Regions from separate parts of the Mus musculus genome. Here regions 2 and 3 are each linked to region 1. The links are chromatin contacts, called in public Hi-C and HiChIP or PLAC-seq maps. All regions are on one chromosome and are shown on one strand. Each heading gives the region's core, a stretch centred on a gene start, on an enhancer-like site or on the middle of the called end of the contact. The rest is flanking DNA. Distances are from core to core; before and after follow the strand shown. Region 1 has its middle 30 kb from the start of Gm31843. Region 2 has its middle 24 kb from the start of 2310008N11Rik. Region 3 has its middle 19 kb from the start of 2310008N11Rik.

Region 1 (4,541 bases), core at 1,239-3,738:
CTGGTAAGGCTAGCTGCAGGGCCCTTTGGAGGGCTCTTTAAGGTCATAATGCAGAAGACTGTCACCTGCGATGGGACACTGAAACACCAAGACTACAGCCCCTCACAGGCCATGAAAAGCACAGGCTACCGCTTGGGTTGTTGGCCAAATATGGAGAAATTACCAGGGGCCTAACAAGCAGCTTAATGGGTGTAGTCCATTATTACAGGCCAGGGCCATAGGAGGCTTCCATGAAATGTATTTGGGGTGGAATTTTTTTTTTTTTTATCATTCCAGCAGCTACACAGGAGAAAAGGGGGTCACACCCAGAGGATCTGATCTGGTTTTTCTAAACTGGTCTAAGTTCTCCTGTTTAAACAGCCAAGTCAGCCCTAGTAGGCAGCAATGTATTGATTTTTTTTTTTGGCACTGCCAGAATCAATCTGAACAAAGCCATTCAGCGCTACGTAGAAGCCAGCTGAACTCAGACAAGCAGGGTGGACTCTTTCTGTTAAGCTCTTGAGCAATCAGCAAAATGGCTTCGATGCTGTCTCCACTGAGGAAATTACATATATAACTGTAACCCCCTGCTTTCAATTTCATCCCAGTTCCTTACATCCCCCTTACTTCTACCTCTATACTCCTGAGCCCCTGAGAAGATGGCAGCAGGTAAGAATACAGGGTGATGAGAGGCTCTTGTATGCACTGTCAAAAGTCTCTTTCGGTAGGATTATGAACCCCTGACCTCTGACCCAGGGTTCAAAGGCAGATTGATTATTTCCTTGAATAAAATTGATTGTCCGGTTGTACATTATATGGATATTTTAAGACTTTCCCGACTAATACTATCTGACCATCAGCTTACCCCCTCGCCTCTTGATAGTCATAGACCTTTCTAGGTGGATCCATGCTGACCGTTAAGACAGTTTTGGCTTTTTCCTTCCCTGCTCCCTGTGGTAATATCTGGGTTTATCATGTAATATTTCTCAGAACTCCCCGAACATTGGTTGACCCAGAAGGCCAGTAGAATGTAGTATTAACATCCTCAGGGGTAGTTAAGTTGCTTTTATGTAGCTGTGACCAAAAAACCCATGAGAACAACTCACCAGAGGGGAAGAAGGGGGAGCTTTCTGGCTCACAGTTATGTGGTCTTATGTGCTTTGGCGGAATATCGCAGTGGTAGGAGAATGCAGCAGAGGGACCTCTTCGTCACAGGAAGGGACTGGGTGGAAGCCCTAAGGATCTGACCCCATGACCTACTTCCTGTAGCTAGGGCTCATTTCCTAAAGTGTCTAGAACATCTCAAAATACCACCAGTTGCTAGGGGTCAAGTGTCCATCAGATGTGCTCCCCGGGGGGGGGGGCATTTTGTATCTAAACTGTAACTGGGCAAGACAGGGCATTTCTAGCAGCTGTTTGTCTGTTGGCTGTCTATCCTCTCTATTTGGCAGTTTCCTCACCAAAGGTTCAACAGGCTTGAGGTGGGTGTCCTCTCAGGTCTCCCCTACTGCTCGTTTTTCGTGACACGCTCTGCTAAGGCTCTCCCAAGGCTCCCCCAACCCTCTTCCATCCTCTTCAGCAATTTTGTACCAACTCTGATGTTCTGACCAGCATGGTTTGACTTCTACAGAAACACCACCCTACCAGATAAGATGAAGTGCCCGGAGCTCTGTTAGAGTCAATTTTGTGCAAGGTTAATGTGATCTCCCTCATCCTGGCCATTGAAGTCCTGGCAATTCTAGATTCTTCATGCCCCAGGATGCCCTGTTGGTGCAAGGGTTAATACCACCTGTCAGAACCCCACGGGGATTGGACTGTGTCTGGAGGTAGTGAGTTTTAAACATCTCATGCTAGAAGACAGAACGTTTCTTTTACTTTAGCTTTTATTGGGACTTTAAACGTAGCCAAGGCATTAAAGAAAGAGGAAGGGGGAAAAATAAACTTGGAAAGCTTTTATACTTTTTGTAAAAAAAAAAAAATCATTTCTTTTTTTTTTTCTTTTTTTAACCATTACCCAAATCTCCTCCAAACACACAGACCCTACAGTATCCCTATTAAATTATATAGAGCGAGTCCAGCCCTTGACTGTCAGCGGGGCCCATCATTCCTAATTTATCGCCCCAGGAAACACAGTACAATTATGGTAATAAATAATAATAGGATTCAGTACATGACAACATGAATGATGGAGCCTCTCAGAATTCATTTACATTGCTTTGTGTTGCAATCATCGTGCCTCTAATGTAACGCCAAGCAAATGAGCCCCTTTGAATATTGTGCAATCTATCGCAAGTCAACTGGCACAAAACTCACTCAATAAATCATGTTCAAACACATGCCTGTAATGACAGGTAAATCAACAATGAAGTAATTGCATTTAATGTATTGAAATACTGGACAAAAAAAACCCAGTGACCTCAAAGTGACTTTTTGTAAAAGGTATGATATAGTTGCAGAGGGAGAGAGCTCTCCTTCCCGGGAGTCTTGCAGTGCTCAGATGCACACGCCATTGCTGAGGCTGCTGTCCCTGGGCAAGCCCTGATTTACTGCCTTCACTCCGCAGTGAACACCGGAGCAGGCTGCCAGACACTTCAAGAAGGTGTTTGCCAGCATGGATGAGAGAGTCACAAGCTCCAAGCAGCGCAACCTCTCCTCCACCCGGGCTGTCGCCCACTCAGAAAACCTTCTGAAGGGGGCAGGGAGAGCGCTGTGTCAGGAGCCAGAGGGATGTGGCTCCGCCCTGCTCCGGGACTCAACTAGATTGCTCTACAGCTTTAGCCAAGCTCTTCCGCCTTTCGGCCCTTTATGAAATGAAGCATCTGGATCGTCATGTCTGAAATTCACTGCAATTCTAACATTCTCTGAAGCTCTGATTCCAATTAGGGCGGGGGGTGGTGTCTTTGCTTTTAAGCGGAAAATAAAAATAATAAAAGCCTGGGCTCTTCTTGCCCCCGAGTGTCGGAGGCACTGGTTTGAATCAGCGTGCATCTCTTCATCATTGTTTCTGTCGCCGAGGACCTGTGTGCTTCTAATTTCTGTGAAACTTGGGCCCTGCCCCTTTCTGGGCAAGCAGACAAGTCTGAAAATAGGTCCCCAGGGGTTGTGTGGATGGATAACAGACAACATGGAAATGACAGCCTTCCCTACATTCCCCATCCTTTCCACCCCAGCTCCCCTCTTCCCAGGGACCATGTCAAAGAGAGATGAAGCAGAGCCTCTTCGAAGCCAAAGGCCACTTAAGAAACTTTTCCGCTCTTGTAGAAAACTCACTCTTGGCCGAAGGCTGCTCCAGATCAGCCCTGCCTGCAGTGTCTGTCCCTCCCCACCCCTGGCCCCTCTCAGTGGAGCCAGCTGGTTTTATATTGCTCTGCTATGAAGAAGGGGGATGACGGAGGAGGAAATCACACTACACTTTGAGGAGGAAGACCTGGCTAAGTTCAAGCTCGATGATTTACTTGAAAGGTGGCTTTATAGATGTCCCTTCGTAGTTTTGTCCACTGTTCCATCTGTAAAGCCATGGTGCTATTTTTGGTGGCTCCAACCAGGTTTTTGTAGGGAGTGTGACAGACAGATGCGAAATGGTCTTTGTTGGTTGTAAAACACAATATAAAACCAATTTTTTTTTATGATGATAAGGAAGGAAAAAATATCTGAGACAAGGGCTGCCCTCAAGTAACGCTTCTTACCAGAAAATTATCTTAGTTATTTAACTGGGTATTGTTCTCATCTGAAACTCCTATGGGGTGGGGATGAATAGAGGAGGAGCTATGAGGGTCTGGTCTGCATCATTCTTAACTTAGAAGCCCCTTGAGCAACAATAACCAGCATTTACTAAGTGCATTGATAAAGGATGTCTTTTCTCTCCTTGAGTAAATTATAATAAAATGCTGTAAGGAAGTTGCCATAAACATATTTGACATATCTCTCAAACACACTTGCCTGCTGCGTTCTCTCTCCTTGCTGAAATGGCATGTTTTCTTTCTTTTTGTTTGTTTGTTTAGGCTTCTCTACCCAAGGCCTCTACTGGAATGAAGCAATCACAAAGCCTTTAATTCCCACCCAGACGCCTTCCAAGATGAAACTGGGCCACAGTTTTCCCAGACAACAACAGTCCAGAAAAAGAAAGCTATCTCATTTCCAAGAAGGGGGGAGTCCAGGGAGCTGGACAAACTCACAAACATTCATGGTGGAGAAGGAAGGAAGTCATGGCTGACTGACCCATCAAAGCCCTTGAATAATTGCCGATGGGTTTCTTGGTATGATGTGCCCTAAACCATGCCACTCTCTTCTGTTTGTTGGTCCATCAAGAACTGCAAAGGTTGGCTCAGAGACCGCCTGCTACACTCTTCCACAGCTGTGTCCCTAGCTCCCACTCGATTTGACTCAGAAGATGTCAACTTGCAGAACAAAGGCTTAGTGAGCAGAGTTGGTGGATGGGGAGCAAAACTGAGGCCTCCCCCCCCCCCCCCCGGGGTGGGAGGGTAAGAGCCAGGAAGGTTCCAATCCTATAAAACTGTTACAAGTTTTAGGAGGTAAATTTGTTCCCTTAAGAAAGGAATATT
Region 2 (4,541 bases), core at 1,078-3,577, 500 kb after region 1:
GAGATTACTAACACAACACAGTGTGCAAGTGTGTGTGTGTGTGTGTGTGTGTGTGTGTGTGTGTGTGTGTATGTGTGTGTATGTGTGTGTGGTCCCCCTGAATATATTCTTTCCCTTTAGACTTTAAGTTTCTCTGAATTGAGTGCAACAATGTGTTTCTTAGTTCCTTCTAAGTTTGTTAGTGTTGTGGTGAAAGGGATATTGAAAAAGGAGATGAGTTCAAGGCCAGCCTGGTCTACAAAGTGAGTTCCAGGACAGCTGGGGGCTACACAGAGAAACCCTGTCTCAAAAAAAAAAAAAAAAAAGGAAAGGAAAGGAAAGGAAAGGAAAAGAAAAGAAAAGAAAAGAAAAGAAAAGAAAAGAAAAGAAGAGAAAAGAAAAAGGAGATGGAGACGTGCCTAAGAACTCAGTGTCAAGAACACCTGAGCACTGGGAAGGCGCAGCTTGTGACCTGCAAGCCTGCACTGCTGCCTGTGGACTGTGGGATAGCGCATTCCTTCCCTGCGCAGATTCCACACCCCAAGAGCTCCTGCCTACCGCCCACCCTCTCGTCACCAGTGAATCCTTTAAACTGTTGGTTCACCTGCTCTGCTCCATGCCTAGCTCAGACCCTGCCCCTGCAGACAAAAGGCTCCTGCATGATTGATGATGACAGTGACCTGCCACTGACCCCCCCTGCTCAACCTGGGTCCTGCTGCTACCCACGGGGCCCTCTGGTCAGCAGCCTCCACGATTTGAAATGCCGATGCTTGAGTCGCTGCTGGGTTTCCTCATCTTGCCAAATAGAATCATATGGAGAGGTTTGAGTTGGGTAATGGGAACGTTCTCCGCCCAGCGTTGTTACATTGTAACTACTCTGCAAAGGATATGACTGGAGAGGATAGCTTTGTGAAGGCAGAGGTTATACACAAGGACCAATCCGACTAGACTTTACTTCCTTACAGCGATGCTTCCCCCAAATGATGGCATACAAGCATGCTTCCCCACTACCATCCTGCCCACAGCTTTCTATTTAGCTCCACCCTTGCCCAGAGCTTCTCTAGCTGTCTCTTTAGGGCAGGCCAGATCCCTGGAGCTGACGCCTCCTCCTCAGCGCTTATTGTCATTGGTTACTTGGGGTATTTGCTGACTGTGCTCTCGCTCTCCTTGCAGAAGGATCTGTCTCCGCTAAACCACCAAGCATCCCCATGCCATAACTTTAAAGCCATTTATTTACTTCCATTTATTTGCCAAGCCCTCAAAAAAATAAAAAATAAAAATAAATAAAATATAAAAACCTGGTTGAAGTGACTTCCTGCAATCAAATCCTGGTGCCCGGATGGAGTTCACAGTGACCACCATTTGAACAGCCTCTCTGGCCCCTTGCTGCCATTTTAAACAGTGATGCTGCAGGTTCTGAAACCTGCACCAGGGAGTAGACTAGAAAACAACAAGAATCACGAACCGTGACAGCATCCTCTTGCCGCTGTTTCTGCTTATACTGGGTAAACGGTACTGGAAAAGAAAGGGTGTGTGTTCAAGAAAGCAGAAAATAGAGGGGTGCAGTATTTAACAAGAAGGGAGGTCTGGCCTACCAAAATCCCATCCCTGTCTTGTGCCAGGAGCCATCTCCAAGAGTCTCTCTCTCTCTCTCTCTCTCTCTCTCTCTCTCTCTCTCTCTTCCTCTTCCCCTCTCCCATATCCCCTCCCTACTTTCTTGTCCTTTCCCCCTCTCCCTTTGTTTTCCTGTGCCTCCCCAGCTGCGGAGGACTTTAATGACATCAGAAATGAGAATGGGGTAAGATCCATAAGAGCCCAGGAGAAATGAAAATTGTAAACCCAGGCAAGAATGTTGCGTGGCACGGAGCTTTGAGTCCAACCTGGACTACAAAGGAAGACCTTGCCTAAAAAGTAAGGGGAAGAGGAAGGAGAGAAAAAAAAAAACTATAAAGCAGAAATAAGGCAACCCTGCTCAAGAACATCTAAGAACATTCCACAAACAGCTGGCCTTGGGAAGGCGATGGGGCGGAGGGGGATTTCCCAGGCTTTGATTCCAGAGCGCCCGTGGGACAAGAAAAGTTCCCCTGAACAAGCCCCATAGACTTAAATACATCTGTACTCCGTTCCTCATCCTGAAGGCTGGCATCCTGCCTCTGGCAAAGGGGTGCTGCGGGCAGAGGGATGAAGAGAAGAGTTTAAGAACTAAAACATGGACCCAACGCTAGACGGGCTCCTCTTTTCTCCCTTGAGCAAAATGAGCTGAGGGAGATGGAGGGGGGAAGGGGAGCATGGTCCAAGCCTACTGAGTCGCTGAGTGAAATTACAGGGCCCTGCGAGGGATGATTAACAGCCCGCATGGTTTTCTGCTTCAGAGCCATTACTCACTGCAAACCTGGGGCTTCTCCGTTACATAGCCCGGCACAGGCCGACCATTTTTTCCATTGACTGAAAACACATTCTGACTGAAAACAAACTTTGGATCCCCGAGGCTTGGCAGGCCCTGGGTCCTTCTCCATATTTAATCAACGGGAAGCTAAACACTTTCAATCTACGATGGCTCATTTGGACGGGGTCTCGGGGCTTTTTGCTCCGTGCCAGATATAATAACTCTCCTCTCTCTTTTCTAAGGCCTATTTTATAATTTTGCTGTTTTTCAATGTCAAGCCCATCTTTTGAAGAATTTTTATTGGATTTCCTGCTAGACTTCAACAAGGATTTTTCTTGCTTTGGCAGAAATATCAAGCAGAAGAGGGGAAAAACTCAATCATCGTCTTGGAAAAGTCGGGATGGTGCGTGCGCGCTTGCGCGTGGGGGCGGGGAGTGGGGGAGGGTGAGAGAGAGAGAGACCTTTGTCTGTTTGCACACAAACAGGTTTCTAGAAGGCTGGAGTTCTCACTGCCAGCTTCCAGGGCCCCTCTAAGTCGATAAGGTACTGTGAGAGTGATGGATGGGTGCACATAGCAAGTTGGAGCTGGGCATGGAGACTCTGGAGTGTGGCCGCCAGCCAGAGGGAAGGTGCAGCTCTAGGAGATCTGGGTGCGAGCTATGACACCCCTGGACGTGCCTGTTTATAGAAATCACCATGGGAACACCGAAGGATGGGGAGGCATTCTCCACTCGGGAGACAGCAAGCCAACTCTTCCAAGATAGTAGAACCCAAGACTGGGTGGGGAGGCACGGCCCAGAGGCGGCCATTCACCACGCTGTCTGCTCCCAGCTTGCGGGCAGCAGCAGAGGTTTTGCTTTTTCTTTATAAAGATAATTCCCCTGGGGAAGCAGCTTGCCAGTGAGTGACAGCTTTTGTTTGCTCATGTTTTCCTCTCCTCCCAGAGTCAACTCTCAGAATATACCAGAATGTTCCTTCACACTCCACTTTTTCCTTTCCATGTTTTCGGGGGGGTGGAGGGAGGTGGAGGGGAGGATGGGAGCAATTTTCACAGAGTATCATCCAGAAAAAAGCAGTTTGTTTTTGTCCCTTAGTGAGTCGGCGGGACAAAAAAAAACCCTCGATGCGTCTTTTTCTGTTCCTGTTTACATTTTACTTTTTTGACCTCTTAGGCTAAGAAGTCTGAGCCGCTATTAACGTCCCAGTTTAGAGAGCATTGTCCCCTGTTTTCCTGTCTCTGTATTCCCACAGCAATCGTCTGAGAGAGACGGGGCATATATTGGGATCACTGTCTAAGAGATGTGCAAACAAGAGTCACAAACCAAGTGACCTGCTGGAACCTTGCAAGTGGGGATTCAGATAGGAATCAGAGAGAGCAGCTTGCTTTCTTGGCTGTCCTAAAGACTGAACCCACAGTCTCACCTTTTGCGAGGTATATACTTGCTATTACGCTATGCCATCCCCACCCATTCTTACTTTGGTCTCACTAAGTTGTCCCGGCTGGCTTTGAACCTGTCTCGTAGCCCCTCATAAGACTTGAACCTAATAAGATTCTCCTGCCTCAGCCTTCTGAGTAGCTGGGATTATGGGTCGGTACCACCAGGGCACTTGTGTCTAATGAGCTACATACAAAACACAGGGGAGTACCCTGATATTCATTTAATAAAAGCATCCCCTTTCCTCCTTTGCTGGGGAAAGCTTCCTGAACAAATTATCTAAACCAACTAAACACACTGAAGGCAGAAATATCATAGCTTCCCACACATGTCCGCTAATTGCAGAGCAGTTTTATTGCAGGCTTAATAGAAGGCTTCCAGGGCATCTAAGCCACCTCTTCCTCTACTAAGAGAAAAGGACATCTAGAAGCCAGGTAATGCAAATCACTTGGAGAATACTCAGCCAGGCCCCAGTCCTGCGCTAGAATATTGTAGGATGCTACAGGAGGGAAGGATGCTGCCCTTGCTCTGGAGGCATGCACAGCCAAGCTGAGGAGGTAGAGCAAATAGATGTAGGAGCCTAGAACTGTGCAGAGCTTAGAGCTCATTCATCTAAGTCCCCCATTTACCAGTGAGCTAGGACAGATGGAGGATCAAGGAACCAAGAGGAGGAATGGGAAGTAAGTGTTCGGGGACCACAGCTGTCAGAGAAAACAGAAGCCAGCGGGGATGCTCTCTAA
Region 3 (4,541 bases), core at 1,324-3,823, 450 kb after region 1:
GCTGTGTGTTTGGTTCATAGCATAGTTCTTTGGTGGGTTCAAGCATTCAGCATGACTGTACAGACCTTTGTCTCCTCCCTACTAAAAGTCCATGAGCAGACTATTAAAAAAAAAAAAAAACAATCCCCATTTTAAAGTTAAAGAAACCAAGGCCAAAGGCTCCCTTCTAGGAAAGTCCTGAAATGATTTAATGGCTGATCTAGGACTCAAACTGGAGTCCTCTCCCTCAGAATTAGTCATCTTAACATGATGGGGTAAGTCTTCTGGTCTCCATATACTAGGATTCCAGCTATGGGGAGGAATGCTTCCAACATGAAGGCTTCCTAGCCACCCCAGCAATGAACATGGCAAGGTAGAATACTTCTGGGGGGTACAGCAGGGGTACAGGACTTACAAACTGCAGGACTAGAAGCAGCGATGTATGACCAGGACTGCTGTGCAGGACAACAGGTGACCATGGTTGAAGCCAAGCAAGAGTCACTCAAGATTCCTTCCTGATCCCAGAGGCAGGCCCCTAAAACTGTAGCATCTCTCCAGAAAATCACTTGGCTAAAGGGTCCTTCCCGGAAGAGCTTGGTAAAAGAGCCTTTCGGTGACTTTACCTTCACCAGGATATTATCCCCAGTGGGAAACATTAGTTTCTGAACCCACCGGGCTTTCTTCATACAAATGCGTCTAGAAATGCATGACTGGCTGGGCAGTGGTGACGCACGCCTTTAATCCCAGCACTCGGGAGGCAGAGGTAGGAGGATTTCTGAGTTTGAGGCCAGCCTGGTCTACAGAGTGAGTTCAAGGACAGCCAGGGCTACACAGAGAAACCCTATCTCAATTACCCCCCCCCAAAAAAAAGAAATGCATGGTGGGCTTGAAATCATGAAGCTTGACCTTGCATCTAAACTGTGACACCTAGGGAAAGACCCTGTTCCTCCGGACCTTTGTCCTCCCTCTGACAGACGACAGCGGTAATGACAGTCGGGGCTCCTAGCTCCGGAATTCCACAATCACAGGTCACCGAAGATGGTGTTTCCCTCTGATGCAAGCTTAGAAGTAGCTGTCAGGGAGGTGAGAGGGAAAAACATGGGCAGACGTGGAAGTCTGCAGAACCAGATGGACAGAGACAGCTCGAAATAGGGGAAGCTACCTAGCCAGAGACAGAAAGAACAGTCTGGCAATGTGGAGAGAAAATGAAAGCCCCCGTTGTAAGCAGGCTTGTGCCAGTATTGCTGGAAACAAATAGTGACAGATTGCTAACATGTTACAGTGAAAATTACCAACACGATGAGGCTTTTGCACCATAACCAGCACCTCTTGTTATCCCATTAACAAAACTGACGAGACCAAATTGCTAATAGGAGAAAACGCTCGCGAGTTGTATTATATCACACCTCTCCTGCCCAGAGAACACAATCCAAGGAGAAGCCACCTAGAAGAAATGCCCCCACGGACTAGTTTCTCCTGGGATTAGGGAAAACCCTAGCCTGCCCCACCCTCTTCTGCCAAATCAAGAACGCCTGCCATACCACCAGCACCATCGAGACAGCCACCCAGGGATCTGCTCGCACTGCTCAGCAGACAGGGGAGAATTGTCAGTCACTGGACAGGACAGGAGCCAGCAACCTCTGCAAAGAGCACAAGGTGGGTTCGCTGACAGGGCCCAGCACAGGGAGGGACGCGTGAGTGAGTCAACTGGACCATGGTGTTTCTGGATGTATAGAGTGCTGGATTCCAGGTTTTCCCATCTGTTCCTAAAACAACCAGTGCAGGAAAGCTCGTGGTGTCTTACATTGTTACCACCCCATCTGGCCACTGCCCACTCTAGCTTGGCCAGAGAAAGTCTCCATCCTAATTCCATTAACCTAAGAGTCCAAGCTGGCGTACATGCCCAGGGATGGGGTGTCAGGAACAGGACACATCTGGTCCAGGCATTGCAGGAAGATCTTTCTTCTTCGGGTCGTGGATGGATTTCCTGCTCAATCAGCCGAGGCCCAGAGGACACCGTCAGGAGCTTATTCTCCTCACTCAGGAAAGCCCTCCAGTTGCCCAAAGCCCTTAATGTTTGCTCCAAGTTTTCCCCCTGGGATAATCACTGCATACCCCAGGCCCCCTGCTGCCAGCCCAGAGAGTAGGGCCAGCTGTGGGCTGTATGCCCTGCTAGTCACTCAGAAAAGCAATTGGCCAAAGATTGTACCGAGTAATTGAATGGTAAGGGCTTTTGTAGACCAAGCAGGGACTTGTCTTTGTCGGAGGGGGAAAAAAAGAGGAAAGGAAAAAAAAATCTTTACAAAGTACCCAAGTGCTGGGTGTCAGACAGGACAAGTTTTTTAATCATGTTAAAATGATTTATTTAAACGTCAAGCCGTGTCACCTCACTTCCTTTCATTTTTCAAACTGTTTGTGTTTTTTCTGGATGATAAATTTATCTTCAGACAGCCTCAATATGACTAATTAACTTTGAAATATAAGAACCAGATGTGTGAGTTGGAGAGCTTTCTGAACTAATGCCAGCTGGGCTGGTGGGTTTTTTCCTCCTTCTTCTTCTTCCCCGCCTTCCCCCTTCTCCTGCCCCCACTCTTCCCTGCTGGCCTGCTGAAATGACGAAGCAGAGATGGAAGCTCAAGGCTCGGCTAACAGAAAGTACCCTCTGCTTTCCTGTTTCCCATTTGGCCCCTGAAATCCAATTGCCTGGAGTGACAGTGGCCTAACTTGCCAGGCAGGACAGGCAAAGCTGTCCTTGGAGGAGGGGTTTTAGAAAATTCCCCTACTGTAACCATTGACCCAGTGCAGATCAGGACACTGACAGAATGTATCAGCCACACAACAGCTTGTGTCCCTGTGCTGTGGCACACACCAATGTCTTTTAAAGAAAGGCATCCCAGTTTCCCTGGTATGTTTGTTCCCGCTGGCTTCCTGTTGCTGGTGAATAATGGGTGCCAGCACAGGAGAGGGGAGAGGGGATCTGGGAGGGGACACATGGGTGAGCCTTTCGGGACTGTATGCTGGAGCAAAGGCTACTGGGATTTGGAACTCACAGGGGTGTGTCTCTGTGTGTGTGTGTGTGTGTGTGTGTGTGTGTGTGTGTGTGTGTGTGTCTGTGTGTGTGTGTCTGTGTGTGTGTGTCTGTGTGTGTGTGTCTGTGTTTATGTATATACATGCATACCCATGAATCTGTGTCTTTGTATATGTCACTAACCCACATTGGGACATTAGCATAAAAGAAAAAAAATCACTTTTCCAGGACTCAAGTATCTCAGTGATAGAGGCCAGAGTGGACAGTATAAGCCCTGTGCCTCAGTTTTCCCTACATAACTACTCCGCAAGACCCACTAGATCTCTCCGCCTACAGAAGTAGGCTGAGGTTATATGAGCTCATTTTCATGAAAGCGCCTGTAGCCTCTGAGAGGCTGACACACCCCTAAGGGATTATTAGGGTGATTCCCACAGTTACTCCATCATCGGGGCCATAATCATTATGCTGTCTCTTGATGTCTGAGAGTTCTCACCTGAGATAATCTCACACAGTTGCCAGGTCAGGAGCATGGCTCACCCAGCCACACCCGTAGAACCATCAACAGGGGACTTGATCTTTCTGCTCTGCTCGGGGAGGATACAGCAGAGCTGCCTCCTGGTTGCAGGGAGAGGAGACTCCTAACTCCATGCCTCAGATTCTGCGGCTACCAGTGCACCTGAATTCATGTGCTATTGAAGTGGGTGAGAGACTGGCTCTGTGTGGAGGCTCCATCATCTCCCTAGAGAGCAAGGCCCTTTTGAAGGCTAGAGATGATCCTTCCTCACCTGTCCTTCTGCCTCTAAAAATAAGCTAGGCCCTGGGCTCTAGAGATAGGGTCGGGGGCGTCCTGAAGGAATAATGGTTCTCAGAAAGAGAATTCTAGCGTCTCAGAAGCCTTCTTAACTCCCTAGCCTTGATCTTAGCTTCTGCTCCATTTCCCCAGATTTTTGTTTTTTGTTCCGTGTCACCTAATCCCCAGTTAAAGGAGTGTCACCCTTCAGGAAGATATTGTAGCGAGAGTTTCTGGGAACTAGTGAAGAAAAAAAAGAGTTCAACAATGCAATGCCCAAAGCAATGAAAAGCGGGAGGAAAACGAAGGGGTAGGGGGTGAAGAGAGAGAGCAAGCCTTCTCAAGTCTGAATTTGCCTCAGAGACCACAAATCTCAGAGTAAGAGGTGGATCCCAACAGGTCCTCGATGGCCACTCTCCACAGCCCCTTCCCGAAGCAAGGAGTCAGAGCGCCTACACTGACAACAGTCTCCTGTCTCCCATTGTCCTCATTCTCTGTGAGGACAAACCTCATTAAGCTCCCCAGACTTCACAGGAGTAGGGGAGAGAAGCTGTGTGGATACTGAGAGCCAGGTGAACACAAGTGGAGATATGGAATATGCCGGTCCACAATGAGTTTCTGGGCCATCACTTGCTCTCCACTTACAAGTCCTGGCCCGCCCTCGCATGCCTGCTCAGAGGCTATCTGCCCGGGGGCGCTAACACACATATCCATCCGGACTCAAGTAGTCTGTCACAGTCTGAA

What was found. Hi-C and Micro-C count contacts between places; a contact is called where the count stands out from the background. HiChIP or PLAC-seq counts read pairs in DNA pulled down with a chosen protein or histone mark.
Region 2: a contact with region 1 is called in a Hi-C map of uterus, with 4 times the contacts expected there. The contact joins two enhancer-like sites. A contact is called at or near these places in 4 of 484 Hi-C or Micro-C datasets (nephron progenitors, palatal mesenchyme and uterus), 8 of 115 datasets of contacts at active chromatin or transcription factors (craniofacial prominence, embryonic basal ganglia, embryonic limb bud and 3 more) and 3 of 9 other capture datasets (embryonic stem cells, embryonic tail and embryonic trunk).
Region 3: a contact with region 1 is called in an H3K4me3 HiChIP or PLAC-seq map of craniofacial prominence, with 4 times the contacts expected there. The contact joins two enhancer-like sites. A contact is called at or near these places in 2 of 484 Hi-C or Micro-C datasets (pancreatic cancer cells and uterus), 3 of 115 datasets of contacts at active chromatin or transcription factors (acute myeloid leukemia, craniofacial prominence and heart atrium) and 1 of 9 other capture datasets (embryonic stem cells).

What each region holds. Positions count from the first base shown.
Region 1 is chr8:26,349,618-26,354,158 of GRCm38.p6, forward strand. No RefSeq gene overlaps it. Among named protein-coding and RNA genes, the nearest start is that of Gm31843, 30 kb to the right of the region's middle. Within about 2 kb of position 2,489, at least 87 of the 459 cell types and tissues checked have an H3K27ac peak or open chromatin away from gene starts, as enhancers often do. A contact at or near this core is called in craniofacial prominence, fibro-adipogenic progenitors, heart atrium and 2 more, where this site is marked.
Region 2 is chr8:26,846,239-26,850,779 of GRCm38.p6, forward strand. No RefSeq gene overlaps it. Among named protein-coding and RNA genes, the nearest start is that of 2310008N11Rik, 24 kb to the left of the region's middle. Within about 2 kb of position 2,328, at least 42 of the 459 cell types and tissues checked have an H3K27ac peak or open chromatin away from gene starts, as enhancers often do. A contact at or near this core is called in fibro-adipogenic progenitors, heart atrium, palatal mesenchyme and 1 more, where this site is marked.
Region 3 is chr8:26,803,133-26,807,673 of GRCm38.p6, forward strand. No RefSeq gene overlaps it. Among named protein-coding and RNA genes, the nearest start is that of 2310008N11Rik, 19 kb to the right of the region's middle. Within about 2 kb of position 2,574, at least 59 of the 459 cell types and tissues checked have an H3K27ac peak or open chromatin away from gene starts, as enhancers often do. A contact at or near this core is called in craniofacial prominence and uterus, where this site is marked.